4 separate regions of the Mus musculus genome follow, and regions 1, 3 and 4 are each linked to region 2. The links are chromatin contacts, called in public HiCAR-type and promoter capture Hi-C maps. All regions are on one chromosome and are shown on one strand. The core of a region is the stretch at or near the end of the contact, and the rest is flanking DNA. Distances in the headings are between cores, read along the strand shown.

Evidence for each region. Promoter capture Hi-C pulls out the DNA fragments that hold promoters and counts their contacts. HiCAR-type assays count read pairs that join an accessible place to other places.
Region 1: a promoter capture Hi-C map of hippocampal neurons shows a contact between it and region 2, with 16 times the contacts expected there. The contact joins the enhancer-like site here to the promoter of Ccdc190 in region 2. A contact is called at or near these places in 11 of 39 promoter capture datasets (the SN4741 cell line, cranial neural crest, embryonic stem cells and 8 more), 1 of 15 datasets of contacts at CTCF or cohesin (the NIH/3T3 cell line), 39 of 484 Hi-C or Micro-C datasets (the 4T1 cell line, CD8 T cells, ECoMG myeloid progenitors and 24 more), 9 of 115 datasets of contacts at active chromatin or transcription factors (the HPC-7 cell line, embryonic basal ganglia, embryonic forebrain and 5 more) and 3 of 9 other capture datasets (adipose tissue, embryonic stem cells and liver).
Region 3: a promoter capture Hi-C map of the SN4741 cell line shows a contact between it and region 2, with 3 times the contacts expected there. The contact joins the enhancer-like site here to the promoter of Ccdc190 in region 2. A contact is called at or near these places in 2 of 39 promoter capture datasets (the SN4741 cell line and cranial neural crest), 1 of 15 datasets of contacts at CTCF or cohesin (the NIH/3T3 cell line), 1 of 484 Hi-C or Micro-C datasets (cortical neurons), 1 of 115 datasets of contacts at active chromatin or transcription factors (embryonic basal ganglia) and 1 of 9 other capture datasets (embryonic stem cells).
Region 4: a contact with region 2 is called in a HiCAR-type map of astrocytes, with 2.4 times the contacts expected there. The contact joins the enhancer-like site here to the promoter of Ccdc190 in region 2. A contact is called at or near these places in 3 of 39 promoter capture datasets (embryonic stem cells and liver), 2 of 484 Hi-C or Micro-C datasets (cortical neurons and embryonic stem cells), 2 of 115 datasets of contacts at active chromatin or transcription factors (astrocytes and neural progenitor cells) and 1 of 9 other capture datasets (macrophages).

The regions. Positions count from the first base shown.
Region 1 is chr1:169,518,317-169,521,016 of GRCm38.p6, forward strand. The region is part of intron 6 of Nuf2 (NUF2, NDC80 kinetochore complex component); the gene reads right to left. Among named protein-coding and RNA genes, the nearest start is that of Nuf2, 12 kb to the right of the region's middle. Within about 2 kb of position 1,290, at least 22 of the 459 cell types and tissues checked have an H3K27ac peak or open chromatin away from gene starts, as enhancers often do. A contact at or near this core is called in cerebral cortex, cortical neurons and hippocampal neurons, where this site is marked.
Region 2 is chr1:169,927,569-169,930,268 of GRCm38.p6, forward strand. It overlaps Ccdc190 (coiled-coil domain containing 190), which reads left to right and starts at 1,371. Exons shown (of 4, transcript NM_001033185.2): 1 at 1,371-1,435; 2 at 2,351-2,592. The coding sequence starts at 2,406. It overlaps Gm39699 (a long non-coding RNA gene), which reads left to right. Exons shown (of 3, transcript XR_865723.1): 2 at 253-461; 3 at 742-1,020.
Region 3 is chr1:169,624,709-169,627,408 of GRCm38.p6, forward strand. No RefSeq gene overlaps it. Among named protein-coding and RNA genes, the nearest start is that of Rgs5, 29 kb to the right of the region's middle. Within about 2 kb of position 1,358, at least 10 of the 459 cell types and tissues checked have an H3K27ac peak or open chromatin away from gene starts, as enhancers often do. A contact at or near this core is called in the SN4741 cell line, where this site is marked.
Region 4 is chr1:169,466,697-169,469,396 of GRCm38.p6, forward strand. All of the region lies in intron 2 of Gm34535 (a long non-coding RNA gene), which reads left to right. Among named protein-coding and RNA genes, the nearest start is that of Gm34535, 5.1 kb to the left of the region's middle. Within about 2 kb of position 1,370, at least 27 of the 459 cell types and tissues checked have an H3K27ac peak or open chromatin away from gene starts, as enhancers often do. A contact at or near this core is called in astrocytes and neural progenitor cells, where this site is marked.

The DNA of each region.
Region 1 (2,700 bases), core at 40-2,539, 410 kb before region 2:
CTGTGATGAAATCCCACAAAAAGGAGGAACAACTATTTTTTATCTGACAGGAGAGCAATGTCTCAGTCTTACAAAAGCTATAAACAGTATGGAAAACTAACAACCACAAAATTTCCCAGAAGCCCACAGTTCACTCAAGTAGCTAGGAAGTCATAATAAAATTTAAAAGCAAAGACAAGAAAATAAGACAGACACACTAAATGGAATAAAGACAAAGAATATGAGTGGGTTTCTTTTCAGGAATAAGGGAGCCAGAATATAATGCAGCAATAAATTTCCCCTTCTTGTATCAAGGGTTTTTATTACTGGTCTTCCTTGTAGATACTGTTTTCAACAATGTTAGCACACCTTACAGGCACTAGAATGCTGTTAACCTAGACTGCCATACTTAAGAGAATGAGATGTTTAACACTAAATGTGATGCAGGCATGGCAGGACACACTGGGAATCCAGTACTCAAGGTGCTGAAGCCGGAGTATTTCAGTTTCTAGGAGAGCCTGAGATACACAGTGAGAGTCTGAATATAAGAATAGCCAGAGAGATGGCTCAGAAGCTAAGAGCACTTGCTGCTCTTGCAGACGACCCGAGTTAGGTTCCCAGCACCCACGTGGTACTCCCAACCTCATGGAACTCTACCTCCAGGGATCCAACAACTTCTCCTGGCCTCCATGGGCACTATGCATACACATGGTATACAGAACACACAAAGGCCCACACTCCTATACCGACACACACACACGATAAGTAAACCTTTTTTCAAAGATTTTTTAAAAAAAAAAAAATCCAGTAGTCAAAATACAACAAGATGAAGAAAGTGGAAATAGATAAATATTGTAAGAAAGAAACAAAAAGATTAAAGGTAAATTTAAGCATATCAATAACATTTAACACAACTGAGCTAAGCACTCCAGTTAAAAGGCAGTGAGTGAGAGTGAAAGTAATAAATTCACAAAAGATTTTAAGATCTCCATTACTCATTCAATACAGCAACCAAAAAAAAATCTGAAGGAACGCTCCTAACCAACTGGTCCAAGCGTGCAGTGTGCCCTACTCGGTGACAACGTGCAAACGCATGCTGTGCAAGAGAACACATGTGAATGCACACTGGATCCAACAAGTAGAGCGGCAGGCTACGATGCTGTGTCCTCCGCAGTATGGCATGCAGGTCTACTCCAGAGAGGAGAGCATCAGAAACCACAGAGGAAGTGACAGAGGGGCAACTCAACAAAGAAGCAAGCAGCACAGCACAGGCTCCACCTCCCCAGCTCCCACATCGGGATACAGAGCCTGCCTGGATGCACAGTAACAGATGAACGAGTGCCATCTGCCTGATTTCAAGTCTCAATCTAAGGCAGGAAGGATGGTGTAAAGACAAACACCGAGATGAGTGCTCTAGGAAACTGGATATGCAGACGGAACTAAGGCAGAGCCTAGTGAATAGCAAGCCCAGAAAAACATCCAATTCGTGTAGGACATACATCTTTATTTTTCAGAAGTTTTCCATCCATAGCAAAATCTGAGTAAGGATTTGGTAGTTCCCAGTATCCCACCTGTCAGACCCTCTCTCCCAGCATCTGTGTGAGTGGCACTGTTGTTAGGAATAAGGCGTAGAGAAAATGTGCACTAACACATCATTATCTCTCTGCATGTACACACACGTGCTCGCTGCTGCTGTACTGTCTGTGGGATGTGACAACTGCAGAATGGCAGGCACATACCACCACTGTAGTAACACGGAGGGGTTACTATCCTAAAATGGTCTTGCGTTCTAGTTAATTGTTCCTCCTCTGTGAAGGCTCACAATTACTGATGTTTTCCCTCTCTTATACATCACACGATTACAGAGCCTTTTTAGATTGGCCCCTTTCCATTACAATGTGCACCTATGCTTTCTCATGGATTGATAGCTCATTTCCATTTAACACTACCTAACATTCCACTGCTGGGATGTAGTCTGTATACTGATGCACCGAAAGCCATGATGGTTTCTGAGACTTAGAAACTATGCTACATACATCGCTGTGTGTGTCTTTATGTGAACAGTTGGGGCCCCTTTGGGTAGATACAAAGGAGCCCAACTCCTGGATCATCCGGTAGGAACAGGTTTCATTTTGCTAGAAACTGCCAAAGTGGCTGCATCCCTGTGCACTGACACTAGCAAAGAACTCAGGTATCCACTGTCCCAAGTCTGAAGCAAGACTGCCTCACACTGTCATGCCTTTTTATACAAAGTGTCACAGTAAGTTCATGGGGAAAGGGTGACGTCTCAACAGGTAGTGCCACTCCCATGAAAAGGGAAAATATGAACAGTGACTCACTGCACACAATACTAAAACATTAAACAATCAAAACAAGACAATACCCCCCAAGCACTCGGACGCAAATCTCAGCCACGTAGATCTAGTGAAGTCTTAGTAAGACATACAATTTTTAAAGAAAATCAATCAAAATATTCAAAACTGAAAGATATTTTGCTCTTTAAAGATAAGTATAAAATTGAAAAGGCAAACAACAAACTAGAAGAAAATACCTGCATAATCAGCTGGTCATTTATTTAAAAAATATCTATCTAAAGTTTCAATAAACAAATAGACAAGGTGCTGGAAAGATGGCTCAGTGGTCAGAGCACCGGTCCTCCAGAGGGTCATGTTTGATTTCCAGCCCCCACAGGGCAGCTCACAACCACCTGTAATTCCAGTT
Region 2 (2,700 bases), core at 121-2,620:
GAGCTGATGATTGGGCAGATAAAAGGGAAGGTGGAGCAGAAGGTGAGGGAGAGAAGAAGGAGAAAATGGAAGAGGGAGAGGACACAGAGGAGGAGGAGGAAGAAGAAAAGCAGAGCAGAAGAACATGGCTTGGAGAAACTACAAGTTCTAAGGGGTCACATAGATGTGGAAGATGGTAGTGTAGGGGTTGATCTGCCCAATCTAGGTGCACAGCATGGATTCATATTAATTGAGTTGTGCTTTCATTGCCAGGGCATATTTGGGCTGGATATTTACCGCTTCATGGGGGCAACAAAGCTCTGTTGCTATGCACTTCACCAGGCCTGCCGATGGGGACTAGAGTGCCAGTTTCCCTTATGCGGCACCCCACTTTCTGTAGTAATTGTCTTGGAGATTGTGCCCTACTTGTTTAAATCCTGGAGAGGAAGAACTTGTGCATGGGAGAAGCACTGGCTGGGAAGGTATCATTTCCTACTTAGAGAACAATGACCCGCCCTCCCTCTCTCACCTCCCCAGTAATCTCTTTAGAATAGTTTGTTTGCCGGGTGGTGATTGTGGGTAGTAGGGGCTGCTTAGCTGCCTTTCATAAACTGGGATTACTGGGCCCCAGTGTTGGCAGCTGTCTTTAGACTGTGGAATCTTACTGCCTCTCATTCTCAGAAGGATCCCCAAGGAAACAGTTAGAGTCCCATCCAGTATCTTCGTCTATAACCCATAGCTCAACTCTATTCTCTGCTGCAGCTCTCCAAACGTGAAGACAAAAGTTGATTCAAAAATATATATCACTTCATCTCGTGCTGTGTCCAAGCCTTTGAAAATCTAAATAAACTTTGAAATGCACCGAACAAGGCTGGAAGACTGGAAACACCCAGCGTGGAGCGCAATAACGTAGAATAAGCAAATTCAATGCCTTTCTGTGCAAAATGTGCCCAGTCATGAATGGGAAGGCAGGGTGCTTTCTTTTGGTTTCCAAGAAGCCAGAAAAGGGGTGGGAGATGGGGCGGGAGGAGGGGCAGGGGCAGGGGAGGTAGAAGCGAAGCAGAGGGAGGTGGAAGAGAAGAGACTGGTTACAAACAGTGAGGGACTCTTGGCTTTCATTCTTGGCTCCCATGGACACGGCCTAGGAGCACCGCAGGCCTCCCTGGGGAGGGCTGGAAGTTGGCAAGCTTCCTTTATCCTCAAAACAAGTTAGAGATGTGGCCTCTTCAAGAGCAAATGGGACCCAAGGCTCGAGGAGTCGACGGCATTCCTAACCAGGGGTCGCAGGAGGAAAGGACAGAGCTTTCGAGTGTAACTAACCTTCTCCTGGCCCCGCCCCCTTCCAGCCCCCTTCCCCACCCTCACCCCCCTTTACACAGGCTCACACGCTTAGTGAAGAAAACAAGCTTGGAGCCAAAGAAACAAAGATTTTCCTGGTGAGGAGCTGGGTTTGCAGGTAAGTGCTACCCCCTGTATTTTTGGGTGAAGCTTTAATCTATACTTCAGAATCTAAATCAAACTGACTCGAATTCGGCTCTTAAATTAGAGCTGCCTTGTGTCTGGCCTTAGCCCCACCCCACCCCCTTTTTTGACATTTCAATTTTTTTTTCTTATTCACTTTACATTCCACTCACTGATCCCCCTTCCCTCTCACCTCCTCCCACAATCCTTCCTTCCTTACCCCCTTCTCCTCTGAGTGAGTAACCCCCTCCACCCTCTTCCCCCTACCCTGGCACTTCAAGTCTCTGAGAGGCTAAGCGCCTCCTCTCCCACTGAGGCATCCCAGCTGAAAGAGCACATCCCACATACAGGCAACACCTCTTGGGACAGTCCCCCGCTCCAGTTGTTTGGGACCCACATAAAAACCAAGCTGTACACCTGTTATATATGTGCAGAGTCCTGGTCCAGCCCATTTACGGTCTTTGATTGGCCGTTCAGTCTGGGAGAGTCTTGAGGGTGCAGGTTAGTTGATTCTGTTCATCTTCCTGTGGAGTTCTTATCACCTTAGTGGCTGTAAACCTTCCTCCTATTCTTCCATAAGAGTCCCCAAGCGCCATCCACTGCTTGGCTGTGGGTGGATGCCCTTCTTTAATGCTAATCTTTTCCTGAACTACTACCACCAATACCTAAGGGAGAGCACCTGACCTGACTGACCACTATCCCGCATGCATTCTGTGTTGTAGCCCTGAGGTGAGTATTGGCAGGGACTCTCGTTCCTTCCTGAGAGTGCTACTGGAGTTAAGAAGGTAGAGGTGTGGGTTTGGATGTGGAGACTTCATCTGACTAGGCAGTTTAAGATTTAATAAAATTAGATTTCAAACTAATCAGTGACCAATGACCAGAAGCCACCATGCTGACCTTGTTCTTTCAGGTTATCTGTGGTCCCTGGAGGACACTGGCTTTACTGTCACCCACGCGTGAGGAAGATGGACAGAAGCATGGTGAAGGGACCTCTGTATAAGCAGTTTGACTTGGAGAGAAAGAGTGCCAGGCAAGCAGAAGCCAGACTCAGCCTTAGACTGCAAAGGCTGGAGATCATCTGCCTCTATCACGTGAAATCGCTAGCCAGGGAGCAGAGACAGCTTCAGAAAGAACTGCAGCGCCTGCAGCAAGGTGAGGCTCTGTCATGAGTGGCAATGGGCCCCCACTTCCAGTCCTAAGGAGTAATTTACTGGGGGAGGTGGGGGAGGGCACAGCCCCCGCCTCACGGTGGGATGCTCA
Region 3 (2,700 bases), core at 108-2,607, 300 kb before region 2:
GACACACTTCCTCTAACAAGGCCACACCTCCTAACATATCCAACAGTGTTACGAAGTAGGGACCAGTTATTTAAATGCCCAAGAATATAAGGGACATTTCATTCACACCTCTATAATTACATACACACTGCCTTTTATACTTTTTCCCAAAGTTCACAGGAAGTTGACAGGTAGAAAGGGCAGTTTGGGTTACCTTAATATGAAGTACTGCCTAAGATTTCTCATCTTTGCCTTGAATACAAGCCTGGTGACTCCCAGGGCAAAGTTATTTTCAGCTTAAACACAAATGTCTCATTTTGTTCTTTTTTTATTCAGAAAATTGAAGATCTTAGGAAACATGATGTAAATTGGAACCATAGTCATCTTTACATTACTCAGGAATGAATACAAGTACAAAACGTTAAATCCAATTGTTTTCAGTCACACAGTGCTTTAGATGAGAAGCCCGGGTTTATTTCCATTCATTTAGTTGGTAACTTGATAAATATTTGTTAATGACCAGCTATAAACCAGGAACCATGAAAATGCTGGTGATCCATCAATAAACAGTGCATGTATTGAGATTTTCATTAGAATGAGGGGGAGGGGTTTTGGTGAAAAGAATGTTTGAGTGAAAGTGTGAATGAGGTGGAGAAAGTCATGGAGCTCAGCCGGGGACAGCATTCTAAATCAAGGGACCACAAGGGACACGCCTGGAGGGCTAAGTCTGTGTAATTGTTTGGAGGCATAGCAAGAAAGTCAGTGTGTATAGGACACCATGGGTTGGGGAGAAGAGTAGAAGATGAGTCAGAATGGGATCAGTCGATAGGCTCAGGATGCAGAGAACAAAGGTGAACTTGTATGAGACATCGAATGAGGAAGCCATCAGGATGCTTTGAGTAGAAAGGTGACAAAACATAGCTATTAACATGATTACCCCGAAACTGTATTAAGAATAGACCACAAAAGACATATGATTATAGAATGTGTAGGAAGCTTAATCACTAGCTCAGGTGACAGATGATGCTAGTTTGGATCAGGTGGCCCACACAAGCGAGAGAGAGTATTTTCTTCTGCCTGTCACTAGGATCAGCCAGCTCTCTACTTAGATCATTTATAGGAGTGATAAATGGCCAGTGGTTAGCATGATCACGGAGGAATCTGTTTCAGGGTTGTTCTTCTCTTTTGTCTTTGTTGCTAGGCTAACCTTGACCTCACAGTCCCTCTGTGTCTTTCTCTGCATGTTGGCATTGCAAGAGGGCATCGCTACGCCAAGCCCACTCAATATGGATTTTCAAACACTGAAAGGGTTGAGTAAAGAAAAATCATCTGTGGTGGTTTGAGTGAGAATGACCTCATATATTTTAATGCTGAGTCACAGAGGGCAGAACTGTTTCAAAGTATTAGAAAGATTGGGAGGTGTGGCCTTGGTGGAGTAGGTTTGGCATTGTTGGAGGAAGTGTCTCAGTGCAGATGAACTTTGAGGTTTCAAAAGCTCATGTCAGGCCCTGTCTCTGTATCTGTCTCTTCATATGTGTTTCTTCCTCTCTGTCTCTCTCTCTTCCTGACCTCTGATCAGGATGTAAAGGTCTCAAATACCACTGCAGTGTCTGTCTGCATGTCATCATGTTCCCTGCCATGAAGATAATGGAGTAAGCCTCTGAAATTATAAGCAAGCTCCTAATTAAATGCTTCTTTTTATAAAAGAGTTGCCTTGGTCATGGTGTCACTTCACAACAATAGAACGGTGATGAAAATGCAATCTATGGTTTTGAAGAACTGTTAGTAATAACCATTTATTCTATTTACAGATACATATTATATTTACCAATAACAGTAAATTTCCAATTAGTTAAAACTGATTTATTTGGATATGATAACAGTTGTCTTTAATGATTCACACATAAGGTAGAATTTGGCACTAAAGTGATCACTTTTCTGTTGTTGACTAAAAGAGTAGTTCTCTACTTTAGCTGTTCTCTGTGCACATACTTGGCATTTGTTTCATGCTCAAAGAGAAGTCCTGGAGCCTGCTTTAGTGAACATTCTGAGCATGCTTCATTATGGTAGCAGTTCCCCCAGAAGCCACAAAAGATTCTTGAGGTCTTGGTCCAACGTGAACATGCTCTTCCTTGGGAGACTCTAATACTGGTTGAGCAGTGCTTCCATGACACTTACTCAATTATGAATTGTGATTGACTGGACCAGTGTGCCTACTGAAGCAAATATAAGAGTCCAAGCATCACCAATCTCAAGTAATTGTTGGAGATCCCTGGAAGAGCCTTGGGTTTGCAACCATACGGCAAATATTCCTCTAAACCAAGCAGGATTTGATTATATTGCTTGCAGAGGTGTGGTCTCCTTGTATTTCTCTTGTAAAGATGTGGACACTTGTCTGGAAAGAATGGTATCACAACAATAAGTAAACCTGTCCTTACATGAAAAGGGGATCTGAAACTCTGACACCATGCAAGCCTCTCCTGGATGTGGGAAACGTCTTTTGTAGCAGCAATCAAGTTTCTTTCTGGCTTGAAGATCCTGTGATAACTTTACACAGGAACCCATTTTCTTTAAAACCCAACTAATGACCCCCTGTTGCTTCTAGACTATAAACAACAGTTTGATCTTATCATGTTCTGGAGGAAATGAGGAACATGTACAAAACTATTTCCTTGGAGAAAACAGGTCATATACTTATACTAAGATACTTGGGAAATTTGC
Region 4 (2,700 bases), core at 120-2,619, 460 kb before region 2:
TTGGACAGTTTTCTCTTGTCACAAAGGTCACTGGTTTTTCAGTGACTATTTGGGGCTCAAAATAAGATCCCCATCCAATCCTGTTTGGCTCCATGTCAGATGACATGGTCCAAAGCTCAGTGAAGAGCAGCCATACTGCTAGAAAGTCCTGAGTTATTGATATACAACTAATACTCACGAGAACAATCAATGAGCCCACTAGCATTGTTGGATCACCAGGAGAAAAATAAATGTAACTAACAGAGTGGTGCCTCTCAAACATTAATTGATAGGTTCACAGATCACCTGTGCGACCTAGTAAAACTGCATTCTGGTCCACTTGTCATGGGGTGGGATGGATTTTCTAACAAGCTCCTAGGAGATACTTGAGCAGCCACTCTCTGAGAGGCAGGACAGAATACACAGTCCTTGACTTTTCCCCACCTCCTACCCTGGGATCTACTTATGTGCTAGTGGCCCTCAGGGACAATGTACTGATGATGCTGACTCTTTAGGAAGACTGAGAAATACAGAAATTTGAGCACCAAATAGCAGACACAGAAAATGTCACGTGTCTCACATTGATACTTTCCTGAGTGACGACCACGTCCTCCTCTTTGCAACTGTGAGTGCTTTAAAGGCCACTGTATCATCTCAATGATATCACGTGTTCGTTATCTTGAAAAGTGCTTGTTACGTAGCTAGTAGATTCTCAGCAAATATTTATCAAGCAGAAATGAATCCCTCCTTGGTACACACTAAAATGCCCCATGCACACAGCAGGCACTCAATAAAAGCTTGTTGAGTGAATTAATAAAGCTGGAAAGATGTAATGACTGTGGTGCTGGGTGAAGGAAAATATTATTTCTCATCAAAATCATCTGAGCAAGATCACCTCGTAGAACTCAATGGGCACTGAGGGAAACAGCATTGATGTTAGACAAAGTCCTTGGAAACCAGTAGGCCACAGCTGACAACCCAAATTGGTTTGGGTACCATCTGGTGCTATGATTGGAGCATTTTTCATGCTCACTAATAAAGAACTCAGCCTGGCTTTGGGGAGGACTGGGTCAAACCAGAGACTTCTGAGGTCTAAGCATGGAACCAGCTTTCAGTGGCTGTAAAGAGCTGGGGACTTGGGCTGCCATTTCACCTGCCCATGACTAGGCATGTGGCCTGTGAAGAAACAAAGGCGAACTCCAGGGACCAGCTCCAGAGCCCCAGCTTTGTGTGGAGCCCACCAGGGCATACCTGACTGTGAGGCTGGAGCCAGTGAAAAGCTCCTTTCTCTACATTTGGCTTATAAAAGAAGCCAGTGGCTTGAGTCCACCAGCTTCCTGCAATCTCCGACTGCAGAGCAGCTCTGGGACGCACAGACCGGCAGGGGAACAAACAAGGGGCAACGCTGCCAAAGCTAAGAACAAAAGATGGCTTGCATTTCTGGGGTTGCATGGGATGTAGCCTGGGAGCTTTGCTCTCATTCAAAGGAAAAAGAAAAACAGAAAAGAATATTTGGAGTCTGGGATACAGAGGACAGAACAGAATTATTATTCTTCATGAGGAAAAACAGAGGTGCAGGAGGGCAGCTCCTAAGCAGAAGCGTGTTTAAAAATAGAACAGCCCCAGAGTAAGAAGACTTCAAAGTGTGCATTGGGTTTTCTTCCAGCTCTACGTATCCTTAAAGATGTTCCACAGTACCTGCAGAGAAGGCCATGGGACCTTCTCTTGTCTCCTTGTGTTGTAAGTTCTCTCTTTGCTCTTTGCCTGGAATGACTAAGGCAGAGGAAATGCCTGAAGACGAAGAGATGAACGTGGAGAAGAGTTAAAGTCATCCTTAAAGATTAATGAGCACCTCAAGCTAACCTAAGGTCAATGAATAGCCTTTAAAAGCCCTGGCTGGAGAACCCAAAACTCCTAAATCTAAAGATCACACAAAATCTGGAACTTCTCGAGTATCAGGTGAGATCCTCAGGACAACAGGTTTCGGTGTTTGAGATTTTGGAAAACTCAACCAGTAAAGTCCATATAAAATAGGCCAAAAGTCTGGCCAGTGAGATGACTAAGCATGTAAAGGCACTTGCCACCCAGCCTGACAATCTGGGTTCTATTGCCCAGGACTCAAGTGACAGAAGGAGAGAACTGACTCCCTAAAGTTGTCCTCTGGTTGCCACATGGACACAAACCTCCATGACATGACCACACCTGCCCACAAAAAGCCAAAAATACAATTGTTTTTATTTAATCCCCAAATTTGAAAGACTGAAATCTATAGCATTTCTGGTCCCAGGTATGTCCAATGAGTGCTACTCCCTACTTGATCTATGAAAACTAATAGTAATTAGCAGGTTTTAGATCACTTACCAAGTACCAGGAGTCACTCGGTGCTTTGCCTATGTTAAGTAATTGCCATCCACTTATAGATGGGTTACCTAACAGCCACTGGCATTTTAAACATAAGGACACTGCAAAACTAGCAGGGAAGTGACTGCCACAAGTGCTTTCAAAAAATAAACCATAAAGCCATGGTTGGAAAGCCATCATTCTGACTCTACCGCCTGCCTTAAACAATGTGACACCTCTGAAGGAACACCAGTCCTTAGTCACTTGCCTCTGCTTTATGGATGGAAGCCAGTTCTCAGGTGCATTTCCTTATGGCCCCAGGGATGCCCGACCCAACAGCATTGACCTATCGTGCAATGTTCTGTGCTGTAGGACAGAAGA